2 separate regions of the Mus musculus genome follow, and region 1 is linked to region 2. The links are chromatin contacts, called in public HiChIP or PLAC-seq maps. All regions are on one chromosome and are shown on one strand. The core of a region is the stretch at or near the end of the contact, and the rest is flanking DNA. Distances in the headings are between cores, read along the strand shown.

Region 1 (2,936 bases), core at 358-2,857, 1.1 Mb before region 2:
AGTGCTCCATGAAGTTGCCTGTAGGTCACCTCCTGGCACAGCCTAGTGCAGTTGCAGGGTTCACCCACTCCCAGGGTCAGCATGTGAACGTAGGTACATGGGCATACATCAGTGCAGTTGGAAACATTGCCACTTGAGCAGTCCCCAGAGCCCCACCCTCCCCTGGGGGTCCCTTCTTGCCAAACCACCTTAGAGGCAGTCTCATATAACTTTTCTGCTCGTTTGAATGTTTTTAACTCTACGTGTACAAGTGTTTGTGCACCGTGTGTCTACCTACCGATGCCAAAGAAGGCAGCGTGACCCGAGGAACCAGAGTTACAGATGGTTGTGAGCCACATGTGGATGCTGGGACTCAACCTCAGGTGCTCAGGCAGAGCAGCCGGCACTCCTCCCTGGGCCCCCCAGCCCTCCTCCCTGGGCCCCCCAGCCCTCCTCCCTGGGCCCCCCAGCCCTCTTTATGCTCATTTTAAAAATGTATCTTTTGGCTCAGATGAAATTATCCAAGTGCAGGTTATAAAGAATTTACCAGAACTATGTCTTGTGCCTTTGGGCTAAGAGGTGACAGAGTGCTCAGTACCCAGCACTGAGCTTTGAGGAGGTGAGAGAGGCTGGCCTGGCCTTCAACAAGCTACTTCTCTGCTCTGATTTCAAACTGGAATGGCAAGTTCCTCGGGTTGTGAATTTAATCTTATCAGAACTGTTCGAGGAATATGTTGTTAGCCAAGAAAATAAAGTTCAAACCCTGAGAAAATGTTCCGTCTGTTTCGAAGAGAGTAGCTGCCTCTGGGATAGGGATGGGAGTGAGGGTGAGACACAGGAAGAGTTCTGCGGGAGCTCCTGGTCACTAAGTGAAGAAATGGCAGGAGAGGGCAAAGAGGGCCCTTTAAAAGAATGTAGAGCAGGAGAAGAAAAACAGCCGGTGTTAACCATGCAGGCCCCAACTTCCTGTGTCAGGTGAAGACAGATGGTTGTAGAAATGGCATCACGTCCCACAAAGGGAATGTTTTTAGCGCGTCAAGTAAATCCGGAGTGGGGGCGGGTGGCTGGTCCCAAATGTAGACTCTTATCAAAGGCATCCTATCTGTGCATACATTCCAGCTCCTCCCAGAGAGAAGGCCCTGGTAGAAATTAGCTCCAAAGTGCACAGGTTGGGGTGGCAGCTGCATCTTGTGGTTTTGGCGGCTCAGACCAGAGGAGGTAATCTATTTGAGACATCTATAGAAGAAAAAAAAAAATGAAGTTTGCTGAAGAGAGGCTTTGGCTCAGGGGGGAATGGGAAGTGGGGGTCTCTCTGAGACTCTACTCCTCAATCCTACCACTCCTCAGCCCCCTGAACCAAGCAAAGCAATATAACACACCTTGTATGGGAGAGAAGCTGTGGGTGGGACTGAAGGGGAGAGTGGGACTATCTGCCTAACATTGCTCCTTCTTGGCCTTTATCACAGAAAAGGGTCAGCCTCCTGCGGCTACAGGTCCTGGGGCTGATGGGCAACCCACCCCACCCTGGATCACCATGGCCCGGCAGAAGAGAAGAGGAGCCCCAGACCTGCCCGTCAACCAGGAAGAGAAACCTGGGTCGAGGATCCTAAAGACAGAAACTGGGAAGCAAGCCAAGGTGGCCGAGAGAGCCCAGGTTACCACTCTTTTTCTGTGGCGTTCGGGGTGGGGGTGGGGTGAGGAGGGCAGCGATCTTGTGAGGGTGTGGTGGGAGCAGGTACCGCTGTGCTCACAGAGGTCCTGCATGAACATCACAGAGATGCCGTGCCTACCGTGATGGCTGACATGCGCAAAGGCAGTACGTCAGCTTGTGGACCCCGTGATGGAGCTAGCTGCCTCTTTGCCTGTGTGGGCTGGTAGAAATGCAGTGGCGCCCGAGGCTGCTCTGGCCTCCTAGGCAACGCAGCTCAGCCTCTGGAAAAAAATTGAAGACAGTTAAAACAACGGCTCCCTTCAGACACACGCTAATATGGTCACCAGCTCCACCTCAGCCCCTTGTGTGATGATAAATGAAGCCTGCTCTGGCTGCTGCCTGCTGGCTTCCCTTTTCCCTCACCTGGGGCTGCACAGCCAAAACCTGGAGTTGCATGTTGTATTCAACTGAAAACAGCTCTCACCAACCCCAACAACTGTGCTGATGCACCCTCTGCTAACCAGTACAATAAATGGGGTTCTGCTGTCTAGGAAAGGGAGCCTGCGCTGCAATAGGACCTGCTTCCCTTCCTGCTAATGCAATCCTCAGTTGTGTCTACACAGCTGAAGACCTGTATGTAGCATTGAGGAGGGGAAATTACAGTGCGAAATGTTAGCCCATTTCAGCTGCTGCCATATAGTGTGTATCATAAAACCATTCCCTACGGCTTTCACATAGAGTCCTCGCTCTATACCATCTGGGGCTGAGACTGGGCTGTCCAGGCAAGCAAGGAGCCACCATGCACACGTGGGCTGCAGGAGGCTGGCACAAGTCAGCTCTGGCATTTTGGTGGGTGATGCCGGTGCACAGAGCCCCTTTCCAGAAAGTGCCAGCAGCAGGGTGCATCTTGGAAGAGACATTTTGTAGCTAAGACACTTGGAGTATTTACCCACTCTGAGTCTGTTATCCTTGGGCAGCACCTGTCATTTTGTGTCTCCGTAGGAGTCTGTGAAGCAGGGTGACTTCGTCCGGAGCAAATCTTTCCTGATGACCCCTGCAAAGCCTGCTGTGACCCAGAGGCAGGGGTCAAAACTGAACCTCAAGGAAGGGCTACAGAGAGGAATCTCACTGTCCCATCAGAACTTGGGTATGAGACTGGCTTTTATTTCCAAATACTTTGGCACACACTCATGCACGCGCACACAGATATATATATTTACACATACACACACACATATATATATTTCTTCCTATGATTGGAGTTTGTGTTATTGAATCATTTTGCCATGTTGAGCAGTGTTTTTTT
Region 2 (2,887 bases), core at 125-2,624:
AAAAGCCAAGTCTTTGACATACAGGATATCTACAATATTGGATTGCTCATCTTCAAACACAGGAATGCGAGTGTAGCCACTCTCCATAATCTCCGACATGGTGTTGAAGTCCAGAATGGCATCACTGCGGATCATGAAGCAGTCGTGTAGCTGGGTCATGATATCCTCCACAGTTTTGGTCCTTAGTTCCAGGGCACCCTGGATCATATTTAACTCCTCCTTCACCAAGTCATTATAGGGCTCTGTCACCTTCAACATCTCCATCAGCTTCTCCCGATTGTAAACAGTGCGAATCTCCTGACCTAAGACGAAGTCCAGGAGTTTGCTAATGGGGAAACTCAAGGGAAAAGTGAGGAGCATAAAGACTTTGGTGAGAACAATAGTGTTGGCACCCACAGCCAGCCCGTGCCGGGAGCACAGGGCTTGAGGTAAGATCTCCCCAAAGATGACAATGCCAATGGTAGAGGAGGCCACTGCCATGATGCCAGACCCGATGAGGTTGTCTAGAAGGATGGTGAGGGAGGTGTTGACTAGCACGTTCCCCAGGAGCAGCGAGCAGAGCAGGTAGTTGCCCTTGCGCCTGATGGGCTCTATCTTGCGAGCATACTTTCTCTCCTTCTCAGTTCCACAGTTCTGCACGATGCGCAGCTCCATCGGGTCCAGGGCCATAAGCCCCAGGTTGAGGCCAGAAAAGATGCCCGACAGCACCAACAGCACCATAACGAGAAGGATGTGCAGCCAGAGCGGCAGAAACCTCCCATGCTCCTCCACCATGAAGAGCAGGGAGTCCTTGTCCGTCCATCTGGTCCAGGGCCCGTCGGCCCGGGGCCGGGTGCACAGCGCGTACAGCTTCATGTTCTCGCTCCTCCGCAGGAACTTGGTAATCACCACTAGCATCCCCGACGTGTTCCCGCGGCTCACGTTGACCAGCCGCTGGACCACTAAGTCCTTGGTGAGCTCCAGGCAGTTGGTGGAGTTGTGGACCGCCTCGGCGTCGTCCACCTCGGTGAAGGAGATCAGGTTGCTGGAGATATCGCCCAGGCTGTGGCCATAGAGCCTCAAGTTCACCGTGCTGCCCTCGGACACGAAGATGATGCCATCCGGGTTCATCCCGCACGACTTGTTGCAGCTCGCTAGCCTCATGCCTAGGATCACGCTCTGCTGGGGGCTGCTCTGGCCGCTGGCCGCCCGCGTCCATAGCAGCAGCAGCGCAGCCAGGAGGAGGCGCCCTCGGGCCGGCCAGCCGTCCCGCCGCCCGCCCCCGCCCCCCGGCGCCATGTTGCTCCGGCCCCGCCGCTGCCCGCGCCCCGCCGCGCGCCTCACTCGGCGCCTCCGCTCCTGCCCTCCTGCCGCTCCGCTGCCGCCGCGCCAACTGCCCCAGCCGAGGACCTGACGTCAGACCGCGCCCCGCCCGCCCCGCCCCGCCGCCCCACGCCCCTTATTTGCATGCGATGTCCCGCCCCTACCCACGGCTCGCGCGCCCGGCTTAAGGAGGTCTGCGCCCTTAAGGTAGAACGGCGCGGGGCGAGCGCGGGAGCCCGCAGCGGGGGTGCGCCCAGCCAAGCTTCCGCGCGGCACCGGGCTTCTCCCGCGCTCCTCCTTAGGGAGCCCGGCTCCCAAGCCCCACGCGCTCGGTTGCTTCCGGGTCCCCTGCACTCTGTCGCTCCGTTCTGGGGCGGGTGGTGCTTCTCCGCGGGCACAGCGAGAAAAATGCATTTCCTGGTTTAGAAAAAGAAAAGGGAACCTGAGGGTTCAGGCTGGCGTTACAGCCTCCTTACTTCTGGGATTTTCGTTGACCTTGACCCAATGCCAGAAATAGGTTGTCACTGCCCCCGAAGTCCCCCAGCCCACTCCTCGGTTCTGTCTAGACCCCTAAGGTGCTGAGGGACCAGGCTCTGACCTAGGTTTTTCACCTGTCATTTCTATTTAGGGATGAGTTTTCATTGAACATGTACTCTTGTTTCATACTCTAACGATACGGCAATGAACAAGCCAAAATTCTTGCACATCTTTAGTTTACAGCCTATCATCAGAAAAATGGCAGTAAACAAGACAAGCCATACGGGGGCAGGAGGGGGAGCGCAATAAGCAAGTAAACACACACAGGAACACTAAGTGTTTTACTTCTTACAGATGCAAATTTTGAACCTAGGCACAAAATCCTAGGCCTTTCAGATCTTCACCGTTAATCCTAGTCCCTGTCTGTAAATGGCGGTAAGAATGACTGGTTTTTTTTTTTTTGTTTTGTTTTTGTTTTTTGTTTTTTGTTTGTTTTTTTTTTTTTTTTTTTTTGAGACAAGGTCTTACATAGCCCGATATGGCTTTGAACTCTTCAAATCTGAGGCTGACCTTGAACTCCCGATCCTATGTCCATTACCTCCCAAGTGCAGGGTTTACAGATATGCACCACCATGCCTGGATTGATTTTATTGTTTAGTTATGGTTTTAGTTTTTAATTTGACGGCAGGAAGAGTGATAACACAGCATCACCTGGCTAAGCACGTGAGAACAACTGGCTTACACACCGAATATGACATAACAACTCTCTGTGAATAGTCTTTGCCTGTGTAGTAATAGTTGTTGCTGCCTGCTCTTTCAGGACCATACCCTTAACCCCAAATTGTGGTGACTGGCCAGCTGAGGCAGCTGCTTGTGGAAATGAACTGAGGGGTGGGGCTGCTGTTCTAGCCTTGAGATCACTGCTTCCTGGTCAGCCCCACTTGGATGTCATCCGGCAGCTATGAACTCAGTGTGTGGGGATGACCACAGCTATCCACCCACAGCTGTCCACCCTGTGAAGGGCAGGACACGGATGACAAACATCCTTACCTCAGTTGCAAGAGCTATACTAAGCACAAGGCCTGGGTTGACCCCTGGGTCTCCCAGC

The links. HiChIP or PLAC-seq counts read pairs in DNA pulled down with a chosen protein or histone mark.
Region 1: a FOXA1 HiChIP or PLAC-seq map of pancreatic cancer cells shows a contact between it and region 2. The contact joins the promoter of 4930556I23Rik here to the promoter of Cnnm4 in region 2. A contact is called at or near these places in 1 of 39 promoter capture datasets (embryonic stem cells) and 1 of 115 datasets of contacts at active chromatin or transcription factors (pancreatic cancer cells).

Annotation. Positions count from the first base shown.
Region 1 is chr1:37,613,178-37,616,113 of GRCm38.p6, reverse strand. It overlaps 4930556I23Rik (a long non-coding RNA gene), which reads right to left and starts at 1,607. Exons shown (of 2, transcript XR_373329.1): 1 at 1,547-1,607; 2 at 741-1,215. Cracdl (capping protein inhibiting regulator of actin like) reads left to right here. Exons shown (of 10, transcript NM_028096.1): 8 at 1,446-1,633; 9 at 2,633-2,777.
Region 2 is chr1:36,470,084-36,472,970 of GRCm38.p6, reverse strand. It overlaps Cnnm4 (cyclin M4), which reads right to left and starts at 1,374. Exons shown (of 7, transcript NM_033570.2): 1 at 1-1,374. The coding sequence starts at 1,278. It overlaps Gm33454 (predicted gene, 33454), which reads left to right and starts at 1,202. Exons shown (of 3, transcript NR_168706.1): 1 at 1,202-1,509.